Linked DNA regions of Hordeum vulgare: regions 2 and 3 are each linked to region 1. The links are chromatin contacts, called in public Hi-C maps. All regions are on one chromosome and are shown on one strand. Each heading gives the region's core, a stretch centred on a gene start, on an enhancer-like site or on the middle of the called end of the contact. The rest is flanking DNA. Distances are from core to core; before and after follow the strand shown.

Region 1 (4,062 bases), core at 747-3,246:
CTCCGCCAGCATCATTAGCATTACCATAACAACTGTTGTTATGAACAAGCATATCCATGCCGTTTTTAGGTGAGACAGATGTCTCGTTCTCTTCCTGAGAAAATATTTTACTTACTAACCCATCACAAGCTCTTTCTGATAGACCTTGAAGTGGGCATGACGACTCCTTTTGGACATCATGAGATCCGGCCATATCATTGCTGACTTCCTTGTTTACCAAGTCAGCCCCGACTCCCTTACTTGCCATGTCAGTCCCAAATTCCTTACTTTCTGCATCAACATTGACGTTATATTTGACTTCTACTTCTGTCGTTTTCTTGCCTTTGGAAGGACGGACATCTCCATTTGACTGGCATGACCTAAGTCCAGTCACTATATTGGGTGGTGAACACATCTCCTGGGAATGATGTAAATCCTCCTTACTGATGCAGTGTTTGCTGCAGTTGACATCCCCTGGGGAGCTATTATTTTCCAAGCTTGCATTCAACTGAAACCTTACATCATTGAAGTAAGCATCCTGGACGTTCTTTTCTTTATGTGGTACAAAAAAGTTCACCTCTGATAAACCATCCAAGCTAACAGAAGACTTTTCAGAGGAACCATCTACTTTCTCATCTGTGCTCGAGCCAGAAGAATTGTTAACTTGAACAGGGTTAGAACTTATCACGACATTTGTTTGATGAACATCAGAGGCTTGCCACCCGTGGTCATTACATGATAAGGTATGTTTCCTATCATACGAAATAGATGAAATTTTCTCCACGTCATTCTGTAATTGGCAATCCGCTTGCATAACAGGTGGATCCATCAGCATTTCTTTGATAAGTTCAGATCTGCCAATCCACTGTGAAAAAAAGCAGGATTTCTAAAAGCAGTGCAGGAAAAATCCTCTACTGGCTTCAAGTCCATAAACGCTTATGACTTATTCAACACCTAGAAACAAAAGTGTGGTTTAGGAGTGTAGAAATTTCATATGAAAACAAATGTATAGCAGAAGGAACAAAAATAAACTTACTGAACAGATAATGGAGCTCCAGCTTAAACAGAAAATGGTAAAATGATTAAAGTTCAGCTTTATGGTCATATTTGAAGTTACAACTTTATTGGCTATGCATAATGACTTGCAGTTCCATTTGATTAACCAAGCAAATTTCTTGCCAGTAAACACAAAGCGTTTGCACTCATGTACTCAACAAATCTTGGTTTTGCAATCGGCTACTTATAACAGTTTAAATAAGAAACATGACAGGTTATTATGCGACAGTTGGCAGTACATACTACTCCCTCCGTTTCTATGGAGGGAGTACATAACAACTTAGCCACAGGAATTCAATACCTGAGATATGGTACTGATGCTGAGACTGGTACCAAGACACAACAGATGTCCCTTCGGAGAAAATACGCAAATACACCATCGAGCGAAAATTTAGAATGCACGGGAGCAATCAAATTTACATGAATCATACAAGTACGACGCACTCCCAAAAAAATTACGAAATACTGCTATGGCAAAAACACACGAGGATTGTACGGTATTGGTTATACGTACATTACTGGCACAGAGGGGCGGCATTGGCCTACTGGAATCGGTATCATTAATTATTTGTACCATCAAAACCCTAACGAGCCGCTTCAATGCCTATGAAAAACTCCCGTGGTAGGACGAACTCAGCCCACGAATTAATGCGCCCATGGGATCCACTCTGAAAGCATCAGGATCCTTCAGGACTCCCGCGACGGAGTTTAGATTTCTATTTCCTATAGGCGCCTGTATCTGCGCGCCCAGCGATTCAAATCCCGGAATAAGAGGAATGGGGCCGATCCTTGAAACGGAGGGGGTGCGAGGGAGAATTACCCTTCTCGACGAGGCTCCGCGGTGGCATCGGCGGGTGTCGAAGACGGCGGCAGGGGCAGGAGCACCCGCAGATGTCTCGGTGGAGGCAGGAGGATGCGGCGGAGGCGGCGGAGGCGACGGGAGGGCGCGCGCCGACGGGGCCACGGCGGTCAGGAGACCGGGGCGGCGCCGACCGGAGGAGGGGGGCGGGGTCGCCGCGAGAGGAGGAGGCGGTGGTGGCGACACAGGGTTTGCGACGTGAGGGGGAGAGAGATGCGGGAGGTGGGCGGCGTGCTCGCGATACCCACAGGTAAAAAAAGGGTAAACGAAATAAAATAAACGCCCACCCAATTTTACTTACCCGGATTAACCGTTCAGGCCGACTTGAGAGAGTATGGGCTAGTATGGGCTAGAGTTGGGCTTCAGCGGAACTTTCTGTTTCGCAACTCGTGCTAGTGAATTCGGTCCTAGGCAGGGATAGTAATGGATACCCATCACCCACCTATCCTGCGAGTAAAAACTCTATAAAAATAAAGGTATGAGATAAAAAAATTAGTCATGGGTATATAAATAGAAAAATCTAAAACTCATTGGGTAGAGCGGTTATGGGTATGCGATCATATAACTCATACCCACATACCCATATACCCATATAAATCTTTGTAAACTCATTATTACCTATACAATCTACACTATATCAATAGCTTGTGAAATGAAACTGTATGACTATGTGTTGTTGTTTATGACTATATGATGTTGTTTATAAGTATATGTTGTTGTTATATCTATTTTTGTAAACTATGATTATATCTTGTTGTTTATGACTATAAATTGTTCAAATTGTTGATTTGCAAACATGGATAATTTTACCCGTGGATACCAGTCTACCCTATCGGGTAACGGGTATGGGGAAAATTATATCCGTTGACAGGTATGGGTAAGGGTGATGGGTAAGCTCAGGGGGCATGTAAGGGTATGGGATGGCTCCACTCATACCCATACCCTACGGGTGCCATCCCTAGTCCTAGGTTGCAAAGCGGAGCAACGTTGTATACAATTACATAATAGGTAGAAGAACACAGAAAGTAGAGGAAGAATTATCTTTATTAATGATGATCTTCGTTACAATGATTGCTCCTCGTCTCTTAATATAGGAGTAGGGGTCAAGGGATAAGTAACCACTTAACCAAAAGAGGGGAAACAAAGAGAGGGGTTGACTTCGTGCCTCGCACGAAAGCCGTCGTTGCCTCGTCCCACGATGGGTTCGGTTTCCCAACACTCTTTCTTGGGTAATTATCCTTATATCCATGTCTCAAAACTCCGAAAAACCAAGTGGGAACAAATATGAAGAAATAGCGCATAGTATACGTTGTTGTATTGCACGAATTGCCTCGTCAAAAACCTTAGGTGAGAAACATCAGGATGAAGGAAAAAAGAGTACAATTCACTCAACCATCAGGCCGAGTACTCAACCATCGGGATCGAGATTTTAGCGACGAGTTTGTGAAGTTTCTCCCCCCTAAACCTTGCATCTCTCTAAGTCTCATCATATCGATTCCATGCACACACCTCTCAAAGGATGATGCGGATAATGATTCAATGAACATATCAGCAAGATTGTCACATGACTTGGTATGCAAAATTCTCACCTCGTTCAACTGTTGCAGTTCGTGTGCATAGAAGAACTTGGTACTAATATGCTTTGTGAGGTTACTCTTCACATAACCCATATAAACTTGTGCAACATGATAGAGCACTTGATAGAGGCGAGGGTGTCCCGATCTTTCAATGAGATGGTAACTATCGATTTGGTGGAGACGACTTTGATGATCCGACTATAAACGTGCACGACGTTGCGCCTTAGCAATCGCTAAACCAATCTCCAAGAGGTTATTGACCACGCCGGAGCACGATTAACCTGACCACGAAGGTCTATTCCTACAAGCAATCGAAGAACAAGCAAGAATATGATATTGCAGTGTGAATATTGCGAATATATATGAAGTATTGATAAGGGTGAGGATCCGAAAGCGGTCTTCATCTGGTCGTTGGACACAAACGAAGTACACGAAGTTGCAATGGCTAACTGTTAACTAAACAAATCCCAAGCAGAAAGCTACTAGGTTGATCTACTTATATAGGAGCAAGGGGTGGCGGCCAAGGAGGTGGGATGACATCCAAGACAGCCTAAAAGTAACCCTAGGTCGTACAAGGCCTATGGGCCCAAG
Region 2 (4,350 bases), core at 1,289-3,788, 310 kb before region 1:
TGAGATATCAGGCGTACGCGTGTGGCGACTTTGGCACGGAAGATGGATGAGCAACTGGACCTGCGTTCAGGGCCACCTGCACTGCACTGCACTGCACTGCACTGCACGTGCGGCTCCGCTGCACGGGCACGGCTTCGGTCCCGCTGCGACTGCGCCGTAGGCCGAATAGTGCGTCGCCTCGGCCTAGGAGATGCCCGCGGTCGCATGCAGAAAGAATCCCTCGTCAAGTGCGCCGCGGGTCGCCTTGGCCGAGGAGATCCTCGCGGTCGCGGCAGCCAGAATCCTTCGTAAACCGCGCGCCCGGACGCTCGCACCTCATCGGTGCCGACGCCGGCAAGTCGACGACGCACGCGCCCCATCCCGGCATTCCTTATTTCACGCGTCGGGCGTCTGTTAACGTGCATTTTGTTAACCGATGCCTGTAGCGTTATTCAATGGGCCGATCCTTTTAGACACCGGATGGCGAACTTTTCTTTTTGATATTTTTGAATATTGATGATTTTATGAATTTCAACAAATATTTTTAATATTTTTTAAAAATGATGAGCTTTTCTTTAAAATCGATGAACCTTTAAATTCGATTAACTTTTTTGAATACTTATGATTTTTTAAGAAATTGATGAACATCTTTTTAAAAATGTCAAAATTGAAGAACTTTTATAAGATTTATGAACTTTTTAAAAAAATACATGAACTTTTTTGAACTTCTATGAACTTTTTAAAAATTTAATGATCTTTGTCCAAATTGGATGCTTTTTTTCAATTTGAATGAACTTCTCTCAAAATTGATGAACATTTTTTAAAGATATGATGTTTTTTCAAATGAATGAACCTTTTTCTTTAAATTGTAAACCTTTTTGATTCTATATTTTTATTTCCGTAACAAATAGAAAACCTAGGCGGTTTTTTTCCTACTGCATCGACAGAAAAAAACAAAAAAAACGGAACATCTCGCAAGCTTGCTACTCGGTCGGCCCAGGCCAACGACGCTGTAGGTGCTGGGCTGTTAATGGGCGCGTGCAACCCTGACTAGGAGCTCCCCTCCACCCCGGCGTCGAAACGATCGGACCAATGAAGGAACCGGTCCCTATTACGAGATCCGTTAGAAATGGCCCAACCCGTCTAAAATATATATGTGACTCGTATACCCCCCCCTCCTCCGCTATGTTTATTAGACAACGAGCGTCTTAGGGTTTTCATCCTTCATATTCCCTGCCCTCTCCGCCACAATTGTCGGCCATTCCATTTCTACAACGATCGTTTCCGCGTGGCAACTTTCATCTCTCGCAAATCCATGGTCGATGGAGCTCGTGGGCATGGAGCCGTGGCTATCTGTGCGGTGCCGACACGACGCAAAGGCCGACAGCTTCATCCGGCTCGTCGTCGAGCCGTGGTGCTCGAAGCAGACATGCAAACGCAACTCGCAACGATGGCCGGGGGCATGTGGGCTCGCTTCTTCAAGGTCGACGATGCTCTTGGACCAAACAACAAGAGGTGTCGCGAGGCGGAGGAGGAGCTCCATGCCGCGCAGTACAGAGTGGTGGCCGGAGAAAATGGCGTCGAATGGCTCGCGGCGACGAAGAAAGGGTACGAGTTCGCCAACGTTTACCGGAGGTCAGCGCAGGAGTTCTACCTCGACGTGCCGACCATCCCTAGGTCTACATCAGTTTGATCTATGTTTTTATATTTTGAATGTATGATGAACTCCGGTGGTGAACTATCTCGGCTCAAACTTTGTTTTATATTTACAATATCATTTTAGTACATCTATTATGTCGTGTCGTACACGATATCACAAGGATGTGTCTATGACACATCTAGATGTAACATAGTTATTGCGTATCTATAAGATCAATAATATATGATTTAGGTATGCAATACTTAGGCCCTGTTTGGTTTCAATAAGTTAGGTGACTTATAAGTCAGGTGACTTAAAACCAAGGACTTATAAGTCACGTTTGTTTGGTTGTCATCTGACTTATAAGTCACCTATCATGCAAAAGTAGGTGACTTATAAGTTTTAAGTTGGGGTGGAGCAACTTATAACTTATAAGTTGGGGTGACTTATAAGTTGGGTGTGTTTGGCAAAATAAGTCACTTTTGGCATTTTTCAACTTATAAGTTGGTGACTTATTTGGAACAAAACAAGGTCTTATTTCATATGTAGATGTGTTGCAGGAAAACCGATATCACAAATTTATTTTAGATTAGAGGATCCTCAAACGAATTTTGCGGCCCAGATTTTTAGAGATTTTGCTCTACTTATATACTCCCTTCGTTTCGAAATATAAGTCTTTTAAGAGATTTTACTATGAGACTACATACAAAGCAAAATGAGTTAATTTATACTTTAAAATATATTTATATACATTAGTTTTCTAATGAAATTTTTAGAAAAACTTATATTTAGAAAGATTAATATTTAGAAACAGAGGGAGTACTAGGCAGGCAAGAGGCAATGCGCCCGTCTCAGCACGAATATCAAAGCGCGACACAGACGTGTCGGGTCTCCGCCACTTGTCCCCTCACGTGGCCGAAACGCCGCCTATCGTTTTCACTTGTCCGTCGTCCTCTGTTGAACTCGGCCGGCCGTCCGTGGCACCAACCAACCGCGCCGTCGATGGACTGTGCCGTCCGAGCCCGCATCAGGAGCCCGTCGCCGGCCGTTTCCCACTTCTCCGGAGAGGGGCGGCGCCGCCAGGCGTCCAGGGTGTCCTTCCGCACCATGGCGTCCGCTACTCCAGTAGAGGAGCCCGCGGCGGCGGCGGCGGCGGTGGCTGAGGCGGAGCCGCGGCCGAGCGGCGCCTCCTTCATCCGCCGCCACCTCAGGAGCCTCTCCGCGTACCAGCCCATCCTGCCCTTCGAGGTATCCTTATCCGTCCAAAGCTTAGACACTCCTGTACCTTTCAGTGAAAGATGCTCCGCGTTTCGCTGCGCTTGCGAGGTGCTTGTGGAAATGTCGCGCGGCGACGTGCTTGCGCTTCTGGAAGGAAATGCTCGAAACCAAGCTCCCGTGGCGTCTCAGCTGTCTGGATATAGTTTCGAAGCTGTAATCTGCAATTCCTTGACGTTGTTTGACCAAATTGGAAAATTGGAACTCTTGCTAGGTGCTATCTGCTCGGCTGGGCCGTAAACCAGAGGATATAATCAAGCTGGACGCCAATGAAAATCCATATGGTCCACCGCCGGAGGTGTGTACTTCTAATTCCCGTATTCGGATTACTCTAATGAGTGATAACCTCTATCGTGTAGTAAAAATCTCAGCGTCAACATTGCTACTTTGGTTTAGAAGCAGTCTTAAAATCCAATTAAAACACAGTAGCATACTAGTATCATGTATGCTTTTCAGCCTGTAACAGAAAATGACATATCTCTATAGAGTAACAAAAAGGTACCAAGACAATCCATATCTTCTCTTTTCTGTCTCTAATGGATACCTGTTTCTGTACAGGTAGCTGCAGCATTAGGAAATTTGAAATTCCCTTATGTGTACCCTGATCCTGAAAGCCGCCACTTGCGTGCTGCTCTCGCTGAAGATTCTGGACTTGAAACTGAGCACATACTTGTTGGATGCGGCGCTGATGAGCTAATTGATTTAATTATGAGGTTAGTTTGTAGCTCATCTGGCACCTGTTTTTTGTTGAAATCTTCATCTCAAAGTTGAGTAACCATCAATAATGGAAATGCAGATGTGTACTTGAACCAGGTGATAAAATTGTAGATTGCCCTCCAACTTTTACCATGTACGAATTTGATGCTTCAGTCAATGCTGCACTTGTCATCAAAGGTAGCTAATGATCTCTTGGTCTTTTATTTATTAAACCTTCTGTGATTTTTATATGTTAAATTTATGTGATTTCTGAATCTGATTTTATATGCCATTCATCATTCCTTGCTCTAGTCCCAAGACTTCCTGATTTCTCCCTAGACATTGCAAACATTGTCAAAATGGTTGAACAGGAGAAGCCAAAATGCATATTTTTGACATCTCCGAACAACCCAGATGGCAGGTATGTCATTGCCACTCAACAGTCGTGTTAATTTATTTGCTTATCGTGTTTATTGCAGTATTTTACAGAATCATTTCAAATTTTTTGGTTAGTGTAATCAACGATGAGGATCTTTTAAAGATCCTTGACCTTCCGGTACTTGTAGTGCTGGACGAAGCATATGTTGAGTTTTCGAGCCTTCAATCAAGGATGACATGGGTTAAGAAGCATGATAATCTGATTGTTCTCCGAACATTTAGCAAACGAGCAGGTGTGTGATTTGTGTTCTATCGTTTTAGTGTGTATAGAAAGTTTATGTGTTATGAAGAAGCAAAAGGAAGTAAATTTATTTATGAGTTAC
Region 3 (4,449 bases), core at 1,536-4,035, 420 kb after region 1:
ACGCCGTTAGGCCGACATGCCCGGGCGCGCCCGGGCTCCCCCATATCCGCCCAAATTTACTGTGGATATGAGGAGTGTCGGTCAGTTCGGGCGTTTAAGGGGTCCGGCTGGGTCGAGTGTTTGTGGCCGGTGAGTGACCCGGCGGCCTGTTCGGACGAGCGGGTTTGAGGGGTCCGGTTATATATATGCCCTTAGAGCATCTACAATCGGACACCTTAAATGACACCTCGTACGCCCACGGACGAGCCTGGTCAGTGACCAAATACGAGAGAGATGGAAAAAATGACCCAACCGAACCCCTTGTATCATCCGTATACGCTTGGTTGTGCGTGAATACTCATATCCATCTCAAATATGAGGAGGATATGAGGGCAGTCCGCCACATAGGACGCGGTCCCTCCCCGGACCACCTTTTTCTTTTCTTTATGCATTCTTTTTTTTTCTTCAGCAATCACGTGCAAGTGACGCATATGAGAAAAAAATGAAAAATATGGCTGCATACTTGGACAAATAAGAAACATGTCCGGTCATTAACCGGACGCATCTACGGACGTTTAAAGGATCATATTTGCAATGTCCGGTTCTAGACGCTCTTATATGACAAAACATGGCGAGATGGTGTGGTCGGAAGGGTCACCGGCGGTTTGAGGTTTGGGGTGGAGATGCCCTGCCATCGCTTCTGAGAGAACAAGGGTGAGAATGCCTTCCTTTTCCGGGGGCATGGAAACGGCGACAGGACAACCCAGGCCAACGGCCGGCTGGTGAGCAGCAGAGCAGGTGTGTTATTTCAATTTCATTCGACGACGCCCGTTCGGTGATCCGCGTTGGAGGCGCCGTATTATTCCATCAATCCCCGCACTTGCTGCCGCATCTCTCGCCGCTGCTAGCCAGGTGATCCTCCCTTTCCATTTTCTAGAAGGAATGATAATATGAAACCCAACGTATTGCACGTTTGCTGTCAGTCGTCACTAGCCAGCGGCGCTCTACAACTGCTCCAAATCCAGCATCCACACCCAACACAAAACACCGAATATTTCCATCTCCGGTTCTTGTCGGTGACTCCGTGGCAATACTATGGTTTTGATCGAAGCATTGACCAACCACCACGAGGCAATCACACAATCGATGACGGGATCCACCTCGACGCGGTGCAGATGACAGGGAAGACCACACCAACAAGCGAACGAGTTCCCGATGGATGATGGAGTCCGTTCAGAGGAACCCATCCATCCATCCGTCCGGCCAAATAAAGCCAGCAGCGCCACCAAGTGGCTGGCCGGCCGCCGGCCGGTGACGAGCAAGTCTGGCCGACCCCTTAAGCAAGCGAGCGACGAATCCGTTGTCTATGTTTTGTTTCCGCCCTGCCGTCGCTTTCCTGCCACCCGATCCTCCACTCTGTCATCTCGCCCGTTTCTTTCCGCTAACAACCAAGCAACAGCACAAGACCAGCGACCTTTCCTCCCGTCCCGCTGCAACAGCAACGGCACCTCTCGGGGACATGCTGCAATCATATGGTGGCCAAAATGCTGTACATAGCACAACGTGTAATTCAAAAAGTAAAGGTTTCCCGAAAGATATTTGAAAAATCTTGGAGTACTGTCTTCTTTTAATCACACTGAAAACGACGGCTAAACTTATAACGCGATGGATATCTTGTCCATGGATATTTTCACCAGTAGATGAAACGTCTAGTCTCACAAGAAATGATATGACGCCACAACGACGTACTTCCTCCGTCGCATAATATAAAAATATTTTTTTACGTTAATATTATGAAACAGAGGAAGTATCTTGTTAGAGGCTGCAATGTTCACTAGTTAGACTCAGCACGACAATAAAAAAAGAATGTTGACACATCATAATAGATTAATAGTAGAACGGAACCAAATTAATCCCTAATCCTTACTTTTACAAGTTTTTATCGATGACATGGAGCTTCGACACTAAAAACAACAATGATGAACGCTCGTCGAATCTATGCATCGCAGTTGTTTTGTCCAAGGTATCCTCAAAAGAGCTAGCAGCAATGGTTTCACTAACAATAATGATACCTCGTTGGTTGGGAACCCATTTAGCTCTATTCAACTATCATAGCTCACTCCAATAACTTATTTTCCGATAGAAGAGGGGTCCTACATCTGCATTGATTGTTGCAAGCGACCATACAACATGCTTAAGATGATACTAGAAATGGTGAGAAGTTTAACCCAAGAGAATAAACTTATCCATCACAGCTAGATTCTCAACGCATATCTTATTCTATCTACGCTTAACAAAAAGAATGTGCAATCCAAAAAAATTATGTATGTCAATGTAAAATCTGTAGGCAACTACGGCAACATAAAAATGCATACACGCCATCGACAAGATGCCTCAAATGTTAAAATGTCAGCCTGCCATATTGATACCCGTTATGGGTGCCGTATGATGCATCAAGTGGTAGATCAGGAAGTAAATTATGGTTATGATTTTAAATAAAATTATATACTCCTCCTGAACAATATTTATTGACGCTGGTTTAGTACTTATCCAAATAATTGTAGTTGAAAAGAACTAGTCTAGTTTTTTTCAATTACAATTATTTAGATATAGAGGGAGTATAATTTTAGAAAAGGAGTATTTTATTTTTCTTCTTCCGAATTTTGCAAGTAGTGGAAAGGAAGTACTTTGTAAATAAAATCCAAAGGAAAAAAACCCTCCATGGGCCTCATCACAATGGCTAGTACTTTGTAAATACTAAAATCTTTACTCTCCCCTTCCCGGTCAAAATCCATCTTCTCTTCCCCACAGCGACATTTGCTCTCCACCATCCCGTGCCTTTCCTCTTCCTCCCCCACCTATTTCATGGTGCTCTGACCTACACAAGCTCCAATCCCACACCCAATGCAGCTCTAAAATCTCTCCTCCACTCCACCACCGCTGCTCCCTCCCTAGAGCTGCCGCCGCGCGGTAGCTCCGCGCCATCGCTGACGCCTCGACCCCCCAGCCTCTCCGCCGTCGCTGCCGTCGCCGCGCCTCATCGCGACGTCCCGTCCCTGCTGTCTCCACCCCGTCAGCGATCTCGGGCGTTGGTTCTTGAGGTATGAGCTCGTGGCCGTCCGGAGATTCCCAAAACCCAAACTAGCATCCGCAGATTTTCTAGATCCGCCCCTCCCCGCAGTTAACTCGGCCCGTTAATCCGGCATTTATTAACAGCTTCCGAGCTAGCCGAAAATTGGAGCTCTCATAAATTGATCCGTGATGGTTTTGATTTTGTATCACTTACATCTTGTTTACCTCAATTTATTGATTGTATTCTGTTTCTTTCAAGGTGTTGCGGAGAGCCTTCCAATTTCATCCGGCTCTCCTCTTCCGAACAAAGGGTGAGAAGAATTTTTTGCCTGATTGCCCCCGAAGATGCCAGGAATCATAGTGGATGGAGTTGTTACAGAGGAGATTCAGCATGAGGTGAGTTCCTCTCAAAACAAGGAGAATTTGACGGCCCCAACCATGGCGCCAAGCATGCAGAGTGAGGCACTTGAGATGCACGTTGAGGATTCTGGTGCCGGGGAACCCTCGATTGAGCAACTCTACAACAATGTGTGCGAGATGGAGAGCTCAAGTGAGGGTGGCGGATCCCCATCACGCGAGAGCTTTGGGTCGGATGGGGAGGAATCAAGGATTGACTCGGAGCTTCGCCACCTTGTTGCTGGGGAGATGGAGGCCATGAAGGTCATTGAGGAGGAGGAGGAGAAGGAGAAGGGGAGTGGAAGTGTTACAAATGCAGCACCTACTGCTGGCAATGGGACCCCTGCCAGGCCTCAGTCTTCCAATTCATCCAAGAAGAAGGCTGCAAAATCACAGCTTGAATCGGATGCTTCTGTTGGCCCCAATGGCAAAGCATCCCCCGAGGAAGGTGAGAGTGAGGTCAGCAAGCCCGGAAGCCGAGTTGGCCGTCGCCGGAAAGCTAATGCCAAATCACAGAATGGAACAGAAGATGCTGGGCTCGATAACCCAGACCTTGGTCCATTTCTTCTTAAGCATGCAAGAGACTTGATTGCCTCTGATAATCCACGGCGAGCGCTGAAATATGCTCTCCGTGCCACCAAGTCATTTGAGAAATGTGCAGGTGGAAAGCCAAGCTTGAACTTGGTCATGAGTTTGCATGTTGTGGCTGCAATCCACTGCAACATGGGAAAGTACGAAGAGGCTGTACCTGTGCTACAACGATCCCTCGAGATTCCTGTGACCGAGGAAGGTCAGGAGCACGCACTTGCCAAGTTTTCTGGTTGCATGCAATTGGGGGACACCTATGGGATGCTAGGCCAGATTGCCCTCTCACTGCAATGGTATGCCAAAGGGCTTGATATCCAGAAGCAGACATTGGGGGAGCAGGATCCAAGGGTTGGAGAGACTTGCCGGTACTTGGCCGAGGCTCATGTGCAGGCACTACAATTAGATGAAGCACAA

The links. Hi-C and Micro-C count contacts between places; a contact is called where the count stands out from the background.
Region 2: a contact with region 1 is called in a Hi-C map of leaf, with 7 times the contacts expected there. The contact joins the promoter of LOC123402579 here to the promoter of LOC123404475 in region 1. A contact is called at or near these places in 4 of 6 Hi-C or Micro-C datasets (leaf and seedling).
Region 3: a Hi-C map of leaf shows a contact between it and region 1, with 4 times the contacts expected there. The contact joins the promoter of LOC123401245 here to the promoter of LOC123404475 in region 1. A contact is called at or near these places in 4 of 6 Hi-C or Micro-C datasets (leaf and seedling) and 1 of 1 datasets of contacts at active chromatin or transcription factors (embryo).

What each region holds. Positions count from the first base shown.
Region 1 is chr6H:466,480,004-466,484,065 of MorexV3_pseudomolecules_assembly, reverse strand. LOC123404475 (histone-lysine N-methyltransferase SUVR5) reads right to left here and starts at 1,996. Exons shown (of 13, transcript XM_045098407.1): 1 at 1,856-1,996; 2 at 1-933. The coding sequence starts at 814.
Region 2 is chr6H:466,788,211-466,792,560 of MorexV3_pseudomolecules_assembly, reverse strand. LOC123402579 (histidinol-phosphate aminotransferase, chloroplastic-like) reads left to right here and starts at 2,538. Exons shown (of 9, transcript XM_045096505.1): 1 at 2,538-2,866; 2 at 3,108-3,191; 3 at 3,452-3,606; 4 at 3,690-3,787; 5 at 3,902-4,010; 6 at 4,103-4,260. The coding sequence starts at 2,621.
Region 3 is chr6H:466,059,787-466,064,235 of MorexV3_pseudomolecules_assembly, reverse strand. LOC123401245 (protein KINESIN LIGHT CHAIN-RELATED 2-like) reads left to right here and starts at 2,785. Exons shown (of 3, transcript XM_045094995.1): 1 at 2,785-3,080; 2 at 3,311-4,449. The coding sequence starts at 3,397.